2 separate regions of the Mus musculus genome follow, and region 2 is linked to region 1. A link is a contact called in public HiChIP or PLAC-seq data. All regions are on one chromosome and are shown on one strand. Each heading gives the region's core, a stretch centred on a gene start, on an enhancer-like site or on the middle of the called end of the contact. The rest is flanking DNA. Distances are from core to core; before and after follow the strand shown. Region 1 overlaps Tex2 (testis expressed gene 2). Region 2 holds the start of Polg2 (polymerase (DNA directed), gamma 2, accessory subunit).

What was found. HiChIP or PLAC-seq counts read pairs in DNA pulled down with a chosen protein or histone mark.
Region 2: an H3K27ac HiChIP or PLAC-seq map of thymic regulatory T cells shows a contact between it and region 1, with 5 times the contacts expected there. The contact joins the promoter of Polg2 here to the enhancer-like site in region 1. A contact is called at or near these places in 5 of 39 promoter capture datasets (the C10 cell line, the HPC-7 cell line, HPC-7-derived erythroid cells and 2 more), 17 of 484 Hi-C or Micro-C datasets (CD4 T cells, CD8 T cells, astrocytes and 11 more), 8 of 115 datasets of contacts at active chromatin or transcription factors (DN3 thymocytes, acute myeloid leukemia, bone marrow-derived macrophages and 5 more) and 3 of 9 other capture datasets (adipose tissue, embryonic stem cells and liver).

Annotation. Positions count from the first base shown.
Region 1 is chr11:106,534,968-106,540,232 of GRCm38.p6, reverse strand. The region is part of intron 5 of Tex2 (testis expressed gene 2); the gene reads left to right. Among named protein-coding and RNA genes, the nearest start is that of Gm22711, 36 kb to the right of the region's middle. Within about 2 kb of position 3,967, at least 99 of the 459 cell types and tissues checked have an H3K27ac peak or open chromatin away from gene starts, as enhancers often do. A contact at or near this core is called in CD8 T cells, DN3 thymocytes, the HPC-7 cell line and 7 more, where this site is marked.
Region 2 is chr11:106,777,089-106,782,150 of GRCm38.p6, reverse strand. It overlaps Polg2 (polymerase (DNA directed), gamma 2, accessory subunit), which reads left to right and starts at 2,614. Exons shown (of 8, transcript NM_015810.2): 1 at 2,614-3,192; 2 at 4,590-4,716; 3 at 4,903-5,008. The coding sequence starts at 2,709. Ddx5 (DEAD box helicase 5) reads left to right here. Exons shown (of 13, transcript NM_007840.3): 13 at 1-1,795. The coding sequence ends at 301.

The DNA of each region.
Region 1 (5,265 bases), core at 2,718-5,217:
CACATTCACATGTCTGTGGTGAGTGCATTCCATTCCTGTGTGTGCACTCGTGGACATGCCCCTGTGCCCATGCTGGCGAAGTGGGAGGCAGTTCTCTTTTTGCACTGTGTGGGTCCTGGGGATTAAACTCAGGTCATAGCAGGGCATGGTGACACACACCTTTAATCCCAGCATTATGGAGGCAGAGGCAGGTAGATCTTTGTGAGTTCGAGGCCATCCTGGTCTACATAGTGTACTCCAAGACAGCCAGGGCCACAAGCAAACCAGTACTCACTGGGCTTGGTGGCAAGTACCTTTACCCACTGAGTCATCTCCCTGGCCTAAGAATAGTCTTTAATAAATGATGTGGGAATAGCTAACTATCCATGCAGAGGAAAGATGCTGAGCCTGAGCCTCACGCTCCATGCAGAATTAGCTCGTGTGCTCACAGACCTCAAGGTAAACACTAAGCTATACAGCACATAGCAGAAGTCACTCTTAGACTGAGTTAGGGGAAAGCTCCTGAGCAGGGCATGGGGTGCACATCAGAAACTTAGCACACAGGAAACTGATAAAATATGAGTTCAAGCCTGCCCAAAAGAATACAAGGAAGTAGCCTGGTCTACAAAGTGAGTTCCAGGACAGCCAGGGCTATACAGAGAAACCCTGACTTGAAAAACCAAAAAAAAAAAAAAAAAAAAAAGAATACGAGGAAGCAAAAAGAGAAAAACTAAAGCTCCTACAAAGACAACAGAAGCAAACATCCAAAGGAAAGTAAACTAGGTTCACCTAAGTCAAGCCACGGTGCCATAAAAAGTGCCATAGAGAGCGTTGAAAGCGGGCAAGCCAGATGGCATAGGTAGAGGGGCTGCTACCAAGCCTGATGACCCAGGTTCAGTCCCAGAACCCACATGGTGGAGAAAACCCACTCCCATACACTAAATACAAATCAACAAAATATAGTAAAAGCAGATTTTCAAGTTAAAAATAAAAAGTAGGAGATGGTTCAGTGGTCAAGAGCACACACTGCTCTTCCAGAGGACCTGGGTTTGATTCCCAGCACCCACATGGTGCCTCACAACTGCTTGTAACTCCAGCTTCAAAAGGATCTGACATTCTCTTCTGGTCTCCCTAGGCACTCCACACATGTGCCACACACTTACACAGACACACATAGATGCAAAAAAATGAAAATAATCAAAATAAATCTCTAGGGCTGGCGAGATGGCTCAGTGGTTAAGAGCACTGATTGCTCTTCCGAAGGCCCTGAGTTCAAATCCCAACAACCACATGGTGTCTCACAACTATTTGTAATGAGTTCTGACGCCCTCTTCTGGTGCGTCTGAAGACAGCTACAGTGTTCTTATTTAATTAATAATAAATAAAATCTTTGGGCTGGAGCGAGCAGAGACTGAGCGAGTGGGGTTGACTGAAGCAAGCAGATGTCCTAAAATTCAAAAATCCCAACAACCACATGAAGGCTCACAACCATCTGTACAGCTACAGTATACTCACTAGATAGATAGATTGATAGATCTTTTTTTTTTTTTTAAATCTTTAAAAAATAGTCCACAGAGTAGGAGAAAACATTTGTAAATTATTTCTCTTATATTGGTCTAATACTCAAACTATATAAAGGAATGTTATGACTCAATAGTAAGGATATAAATAGTTGAATTAGGAAATACGTAAATGCAGAGGGAGATGACCCAGTCAGCAAATGTCGGCTTTACGAAGATCTGGGTTCAGATTCCCCAGCACCCATGCAGAGTCAGGCATGCTGATGTTCATCTGAAATTCCCAAGCTAGGCAGGCAGAGCGAGGGAGATCCCTGCAGCCCAGTGGCCAGACAGCTTAGTTTAGTTAATACGGTTAGGGTCTGTGAGACCCTGTCAAGAAGATGGTCTGAGATAGAGAGCTGAGCAGTTACAAGTGCACACTGCTTTTGCTCCCGTATCAGGCAGATCACACCGGTCTAAATGCTAGCTCTGGGGATCTCATGCAATTCTTAGGCTTTGGTCAGTGACTGCACTCGTGTGCTTACCCACCCCACCCCCTCACCATAAGAAATAAAACTTTATAAACTGGTAATCTCTCTGGGCTCATACGTACACACAGTAAGGGAAAAGGCAAGTGTGACAGGGACTGGAGTGACAACTCAGTAGGTAAGGGCTTGCTGGCATGGTGACATGCATTTAACTCCCAGATAAGCCAGCCAGGTATGATGGTGCGCGCTTGTGATCCAGCACTGAGGAGACGGAGACGGGTGGATTCTGAGCTCCCTGACTAGCCAGTCTGGCCTACGCGGTGTGTCTCAAGTCCTAGTGAGAGACCCTGTCTCAAAAAACAAGGTGGGCAGCCTTTAAACACACGCGCGCGCGCGCGCGCGCACACACACACACACACACACACACACACACACACTTTTAAAAAAATAGCAAAAATCTTGTTCCAGAACAGCCAGGACTATTACACAAAGTAACCCTGTCTGGAGGATGGGTGGGGAATCTTGAAAGTATTGCTGCATTGGTCAGGCATGGCGCCACAGCCTGTAATCCTAGCACTTAGAAGATGGAAGCAAGAGAATCATAAGTCAAGGAATCCAAGGCTAGCCCAATCTACAGGAGACTATCTTATAAAACCAGTTTTGGGGGTGGTGGAAGGGAACTAGACACAGTCTCACTATGTGGCCGGGGCTGACCTGGGACTTACTATAAAGACTAGGCTGGCTTCTAACTCACAAATGCAGAGATTAAAGGCACATGCTTTTTTTAAAAATATTTTTAAAAGATTTATTTATTTATTATATGTAAGTATACTGTAGCTGTCTTCAGACACTCCAGAAGAGAGCATCAGATCTCATTACGGATGGTTGTGAGCCACTATATGGTTGCTGGGAATTGAACTCAGGACCTTTGGAAGAGCAGTCGGTGCTCTTAACTGCTGAGCCATCTCTCCAGCCCCCGGCACATGCTTTTATTATTATTTCTTAATTATTGGTACGCTGGAAAAAGACTGAAACTGGGCTGGCAGTGCGAGTCTGTAGTCCTAGTTCTCAAGAGCCTGAGGTGGGATTGCCAGTTTGAAGTCATCTGTGGTTATACAGTGAGACCATGTCTTTAAAGGGGGGGCAGCTAGGCTTAAAGAAAATACAGTGAAATGATTCTGTTCTAGCTGGGAAGAGAGAACTTACGTGTGTTCTGTAATGAATATGCATTGTTTTTCAAATCTGGGGAACAAGCACACAAATGTGAAGAAAGTGCCCTGCTGTCTCTGCTCTTGGACCAGGCCACCACAGCTGCCACCTTGACACAGCAGCCATGTGAGACCAAACTCAGGAGCAGTTGTTTCAATCTCTCTTATAGCAGAAAGGCATCCCTGGCCTCCCACAGAATTGAGTCCGTCCATGCTGCGTTGGAGATAAGCTCATTTTAAATACAGTCCTCCCCAGGAGCTAGATAGATAGACAGTGTCTGCGGATGGCCTTGCTTCAGCTCCGGAACATTGGCTTCCCCAAACATTGCCTTTGGAAGCAGGCTTGGGAGGCTACCCTTCCTCCCCGTGTGGATGGAGGAGGCGGCACAATGAATATTCTCCGCACATTTATTCTTCAGCTTTAAATTTTGATGACAGTCACTGGAAATGCATCCTAGCAGCCTGTGGAGGCCAGATTCTGTTCATAAACCCTTTTGATGCATTGTCTGTGTTCTGCAGCTCTGTGTTTGTCTTTGTTCCCTGTGCCCCAGTGCAGAGCCTGCCTTAGATACAGGGACTGGGAAAAGGAAAAGCAACATGCTTGTCAGTTCCTTGAGACGTCTTACCGCATCCTGTGTCACTGGCTTGGACGTCATTGTGAAATAGTCTTTGTTTCTTGCTGTGAGAGAGAGGGGGGGGTGTTTCCTGTAAAAAATGAACATTTTAAGAAAGACTGATAAAGGGTACACGTGCTCTCCTGAGAAAGGAAGAGGTGGCCTCTTCTGTGTAGCCTACAAGACAAAAAGTGGTGAGAGTCTGACGTGGGCAGTGGTTTGGCTCAGCCCAAGTAGCCTGGGGGCCATTTTCTTCAGACACGTGATATTTCTTCAGTAGTCTGTGCAGATGATCTGATGGGGCTTGAGGAGTCCTGAACCTGTTACCCTGAGCCTGAAGATGACAGTGCACAGTGTGCAGGAGCATGGGGTAGGAGTGCAAACACATGTCCACACACGTGTACACACACTTGTGGTACAAGAAATGGCTGACGCCAACTTCTATCCTTTCATCCGGAAGTCGGTGGTGGAAAATATCTCCGTCAATGTGCAGGACCTGACAGCAGCAGGGGTAGAGTCAGGCAGAGCCACCTCTTCTAAAATGGAAAAGTTAATATGTAGCAATTCTAAACAAAGGTGTTAATTTTTAATGGGTGTGCATGTGTGGGTGTCTGTGTGAGTGAATGCGGGGTGTGTGGGGTGCCTGTGGAGGTCAGAAGAGGGTGTCATCTGGTGTTGATGGTGGTTCTCAGCCACCAGTGGGTGCTGAGAACTGAAGTGTATCCTCCGGAGTGCAATAGTGCTCTTAGCCACCTAGCTGCTCTTCCAGCCTGTTTGTTTTTAATAAGTCACTGACATTCTAAGGAAGACTTTGGAAATCATCTAGATTTGAAGGAGTCTAAAACAGGTCCTAGACTCTGATGTGTTACTGGAAAATGGAAGTGAGCCCCCCATTCCCTAGCTCCCAGAGAAAGAGCTGGCACAGCTATGACATGACATTGGGGGCTGAGCAGTCTGCTGGCTTCACATCAGAGTCTGTGCATGGCTCACATAGATCAGACCCTAAGTCCAGGCTTCAGATCTGCTACGCGACATAAGCCGTAGGGGTCTTACAACCAGGCAGACCTTCAAGGTTCGATTCTTGGTACCTAGTGACCAGTGTGCCATGCCACTGGCCTGGGCACATAGCCAGATGAACCAATTGGCTACCTAGAGCAAGCCACGGTGGCACTTATGCACAAGCACAGGCATGAAGTAGAAGAGAGTGGATGGTCTAAAGTCATAACATGTGGAGCCCAGATGTGTTTACGTAGATCACAAAGGGAAAGAAGTGTGAGCAGTCATTAGACTTCTGCATTTCTAGATCTTTTCATCTTTCCTTCTGTCTGTTAGCTTTTCTATATAAGGCTGCAGTCTAATTCAGATGTCCCAACAAGTGTCTGTCTCATTGGCTGGATGTTGGTGCCTGTCCTCCCTCATGACAGAGTAAGCAGAGAACCAGAATCAGGCTTCAGTCATGAACTAGGGATTGTTCCTT
Region 2 (5,062 bases), core at 1,365-3,864, 240 kb before region 1:
AGGCTACTCTAATCTGCTTAAGAGAGATTTTGGGGCTAAAACTCAGAATGGTGTTTACAGTGCTGCAAATTACACCAATGGGAGCTTTGGAAGTAATTTTGTATCTGCTGGCATACAGACCAGTTTTAGGACTGGTAATCCAACAGGGACTTACCAGAACGGTTATGATAGCACTCAGCAATATGGAAGTAATGTTGCAAATATGCACAATGGTATGAACCAACAGGCATATGCATATCCTGCTACCGCAGCTGCTGCGCCTATGATTGGCTATCCCATGCCAACAGGGTATTCTCAATAAGACTTTAGAAGTATATGTAAATGTCTGTTTTTCATAATTGCTCTTTATATTGTGTGTTATCAGACAAGATAGTTATTTAAGAAACATGGGAAATGCAGAAATGACTGCAGTGCAGCAGTAATTATGGTGCACTTTTTTCGCTATTTAAGTTGGATATTTCTCTACATTCCTGAAACAATTTTTAGGTTTTTTTTGTACTAGAAAATGCAGGCAGTGTTTTCACAAAAGTAACTGTACAGTGATTTCAAATACAATAAATGAAGGCAATGCATGGCCTTCCAATAAAAGATATTTGAAGACTGAATTAAGTGAAATTGTACTTTATTTTACATATATAATGTCATGTACAACTTGGCTTAGATAGTGTTTTTGGGGGGGATTTTTGTTTTGGTGTTTATTTTTACACAAGGAAAGTTGACTACTTCCCATTCCTGGATTTAGGAGAGGAACTCAGAAGGCCCTTAGGATGATCTGTTTGTATGGGAAGAAGTTAGAGACAATGGATTTTATAATTCCAGATTTATTGGATAAAAGCTTTGTCATTTTTCAGTATCAGGGAAGTAAGTCATTTAATAGCCTATTTTCCTTAAGAGTGAACTACAGGACAGTAACTATATAAATACATGTTGATTTCTTTTGCAAAACAGTTTTAAGTAATGACATTTTTGCTTTATCAAAATTTTATTCCATCTCTTGGTTTTGTTGTCAACTGCCGAAATGTGCGAAGCTGAAAGACTGTTAGCCCAAGAGCTGTGTGCACTGTGTCTTTAGTGCAGGATTACCTTGTAGGTTCCTAGTCCTCGAGGACTTGCCAGAGTGCTTATAGCCACACCTGGAAGTCAGGAATGTCTCCACATTATTTCAGGGGATTTTAGGGGTCTTGTAGGCTAGTCACAAGGAAGACGACATAACCAAAAGCACAGTAAAGTTTTCGGGTTAGGTTCACTATGGGCTTAACAGCTAGAAGGATTGGGGGGAAAGCTTTAGATTTAAGTAGGATCACCAGCAAACAGCTTTGTTTCAGAATGGCTATAAGTAGGTCTAAATGTCTTCCCAAAAAATTGGTGTGTTTTTTGCCCAGGACAAAAGTCTTAAAGGAAGTTATTTAACTTTTTGTTTTTAAAATGGGCTTATTGTTAATGCCTTATTTATAAAATGTTAAAACAAAATAGAATGTGCTGGGGGTGGGAGCTGGGCGTGTTTTCCAGGGCTGATAACATTGAAAACTGGTTCATCCTCTAGTACTGAGTGGTTTTCAATGGCATGGCTAGTCAGATTCATGATTTTTAAGTATAGGTGTAGATTGGAGCATTTATTACATATTTTACTGTTCAATGTCTTAATGTGGACCTTTTATTTTGTAAATAATTATGGAAATGATTGTGGGGCTTGGAAAAAATTACCTTTGAAGTTTTAAAAGACAGTCCACTTTTTAGCATGTGTGTTGTGTCCAGCCTGTGGTTGTCTTAACTAATAAATGTGATTTTTCTCCCCATTCTCTTCATTTATTTATTCGCGTAGAGGCCTCTTACCTGGGTTTTTGCACCCCCGCCTTCCCCATTCCAGCTATCCTGGAATTTGATACATAGGCCAAGCTGGCCTTGAAGTCAGAGATTGTCCCTTATGCATATGTTAACATAGGAGTGAGCTACCACAACAGTCCTGCACCTTATAATCAAACTCCAGTATCAAAAACACCCCTTTGTCCTAGTCAGGTATTAACTGATTTCTACGAGAAGGGAAGTACAGAGGTTAAGAGCACTGCTCTTCCAGCAACCATACGGTGCCTCACAACCACCTGTAGTGATGGCCTCTTCTGGTGTGTCTGAAGACAGCAACTCACAAATCTTTAAAAAAAAAAAAAAAAATTCTTTTTAAGGAGGTGGTTAATAAATTCCCGAAGCCCTTTTTAAGACCTGGTCACCCTGTCTGTCCAGCCACACCCGGGAGAGAGTGGAGTGGCCATTGGTGATAATGTTTGCCAGCATTAGTATAAACTAAAAGTGCACAACACATTCCCTTGGAGACTGAACGCTAAGCCTCACATCAGTACCGTCCAGGACAACATTTTGGAAGGGGTTTTTTTCGTTTTGTTTGGCAGCTCGGAAAACCTGATGCTAACTCTATAGTAACAGGATTGTGGTAAAAGCTAAACAAGTGAATGTGAGGCAGGTGGAGTTACCAAACGGAAAATCCCAAAGGTAGTAAACAATCAGACGCTGGCGTCAGCCGCGGAGGCCGGGATACGCCCAAGGCGGCTGCTGCTCAGCAGCGGGTGACGCTCTTCCGGGGGCGTGGTCTACAGCACGTCCATTTCCGCTGTGCCTGCACCCCAGGCCCTGGTGCTGGTGTAGGTTTGAAACTGCGGCTCTGCACGGGAGGTGCTGGTGTTCCGACTCCTGAAGCGATGCGCTGCGGTGGCGGCGCCAGGGCCTGCCGCAGGGCCTGCAGGTGCTGGCTGTCCGGGTACGCGGGTCCCGCAGATGGGACGCAGCAGCCTGACGCCCCCGAGCATGCGGTGGCCCGCGAGGCGCTGGTAGACCTCTGCCGGAGGAGGCACTTTTTCAGCGGGACGCCGCAGCAGCTCAGCACGGCTGCTCTGCTGAGCGGGTGCCACGCGCGCTTTGGACCTTTGGGTGTAGAGTTACGAAAGAACCTAGCCTCACAGTGGTGGTCCTCTATGGTGGTGTTCAGGGAGCAGGTCTTCGCGGTGGACTCCCTCCACCAGGAGCCGGGCTCTTCGCAGCCGAGGGACAGTGCCTTCAGGTTAGTCTCTCCAGAAAGTATACGCGAAATCTTGCAAGACAGAGAGCCGAGTAAGGAACAGCTAGTGGCATTTCTTGAGAACTTATTAAAAACTTCTGGGAAACTACGGGCGACTCTTCTTCACGGTATGGCTCTTCGCGTTTCGTGCTTCTGAACAGATTTGGGGTGGAAAAGCAGTCTTGCACGAGTTTGGAGACAGCAACGGCCCTAGGCTTCCAGGCAAAGAAGTGACCAGGTTCCTTTTTTTTTTTTTTTTTTTTTTTTTAATAACATCAGAGTGATCCACCTTGAGGCAAAGGTCCGAGGCATCATTCCTGAAGAAATTTGTAAAGCATTCAGTTTGACGAGCAAACCTAAAACTATAGAGGTAGGACCTTATATAAATCAGTCACATGCTTTCATTGATACCAAGGCATTTTCAAAGACTTCCTCTGTTCCAGTTTTAAATACAATTATCAACTCAGGTTTTTCTTTTTTTTTTTTTTTTTTTTTTTTTTTTTGAGACAGAGTTTCCCTGTGTAGCCCTGGCTGTCCTGGAACTCACTCTATAGACCAGGCTGGCCTCGAACTCGGAAATCTGCCTGCCTCTGCCTCCCAAGTGCTAGGATTAAAGGCGTGCGCCACCACTGCCTGGCAACTCAGGTTTTTCTTGGTGTTTTTTGTTTGTTTGTTTGTTTTTGGTTTGTTGCTTTGTTTTGTTTTTTTTTTTTTTGTGGGGTTTTTTGCCAGGTAATTTTTTAGCTTGTCAGCTAGAAGATGAGATACACATCTTTAAAGTCAAATATAACAAATTCGGAAATGCTGCCTCTGCCGTTTAGCAGTATGGAGTAGCTAACAACACCTTACAAATCCAAGCTTGTGAAAATTAGTATATACTGTAACCTTAAATTTTTAAAGCAAAATAAAGCAAGCCGGTGATAAATGCAATTAGATTGTAGTATATTTTATCCTGTATTCTTGGTATTGATTGATTAAACAGTCTCACCATGTCCCCCAAACATCAGCTGTTTTTTACCTCTCAGTCTTTTAGATCAAAGTTGCAGACTGAAAATGAGATTTTGAGTTCAGTGTGGATAACATGGAAGTCAGTTCTCTCCTCCTATCGTGTGGGTCCTGGGGATAGAACTCAAGACTTCAGGCTTAGCAGCAGCTGCTTCTACCAGCTGAGATGTCTTTCCAGGTTTAAGGATTTTTTTTTTGGTTTTTCGAGACAGGGTTTCTCTTTGTAGCCCTGACTGTCCTGGAACTCACTTTGTAGGCCAGGCTGGCCTCTGCCCCACACTTGGTTTTTTTCTTTCTCTCTCTGAAGATACTGGACTGTTCTTTTGTTTCTTCTTTTGAGAACCTGATTTCTTTATCTCAAGTTTACCTTGAAATCAGTCTGTAGCCCAGGCTTGCTTCAAAGTGTCAGAGTCCTCTTGCCTCCACCCCTGAGTACCAGGATACCAAGTGCTGGGCTCAGAGTTCACTGCTGGTTTCCCTAAGTGAAATAGATTTATATGATCGGTTTGTTTCTTGGCAGGTGCCTTGGAGCACTATGTTAATTGCCTGGATCTGGTAAACAGAAAGCTACCTTTCGGTCTTGCTCAGATTGGAGTCTGTTTCCATCCTGTTTCGAACAGCAATCAGACACCCAGCAGTGTTACAAGGTACAAACTGTGACAGATAACCTGGTTTGCTACTTAAATACTCAAGTATTTCACTATTTCACTTTGTGATTCATTAACATTCTGTTTTGTTTGTTTGTTTGTTTGTTTGTTTTTACAATGATATGGAATTTTAATGAATGAATATTTTTTTTTCTCCTTTTTTTGTTTGTTTGTTTTTAAATAAAGAGTTGGTGAAAAGACGGAAGCTTCCTTGGTATGGTTTACTCCCACAAGGACTTCGAGCCAGTGGCTTGATTTCTGGTTGCGTCATCGGCTTCTGTGGTGGAGAAAGGTACTCCAGTAATAATTTCAGTAGTTAATAATTGAACTCATATTTTGGTTTTAG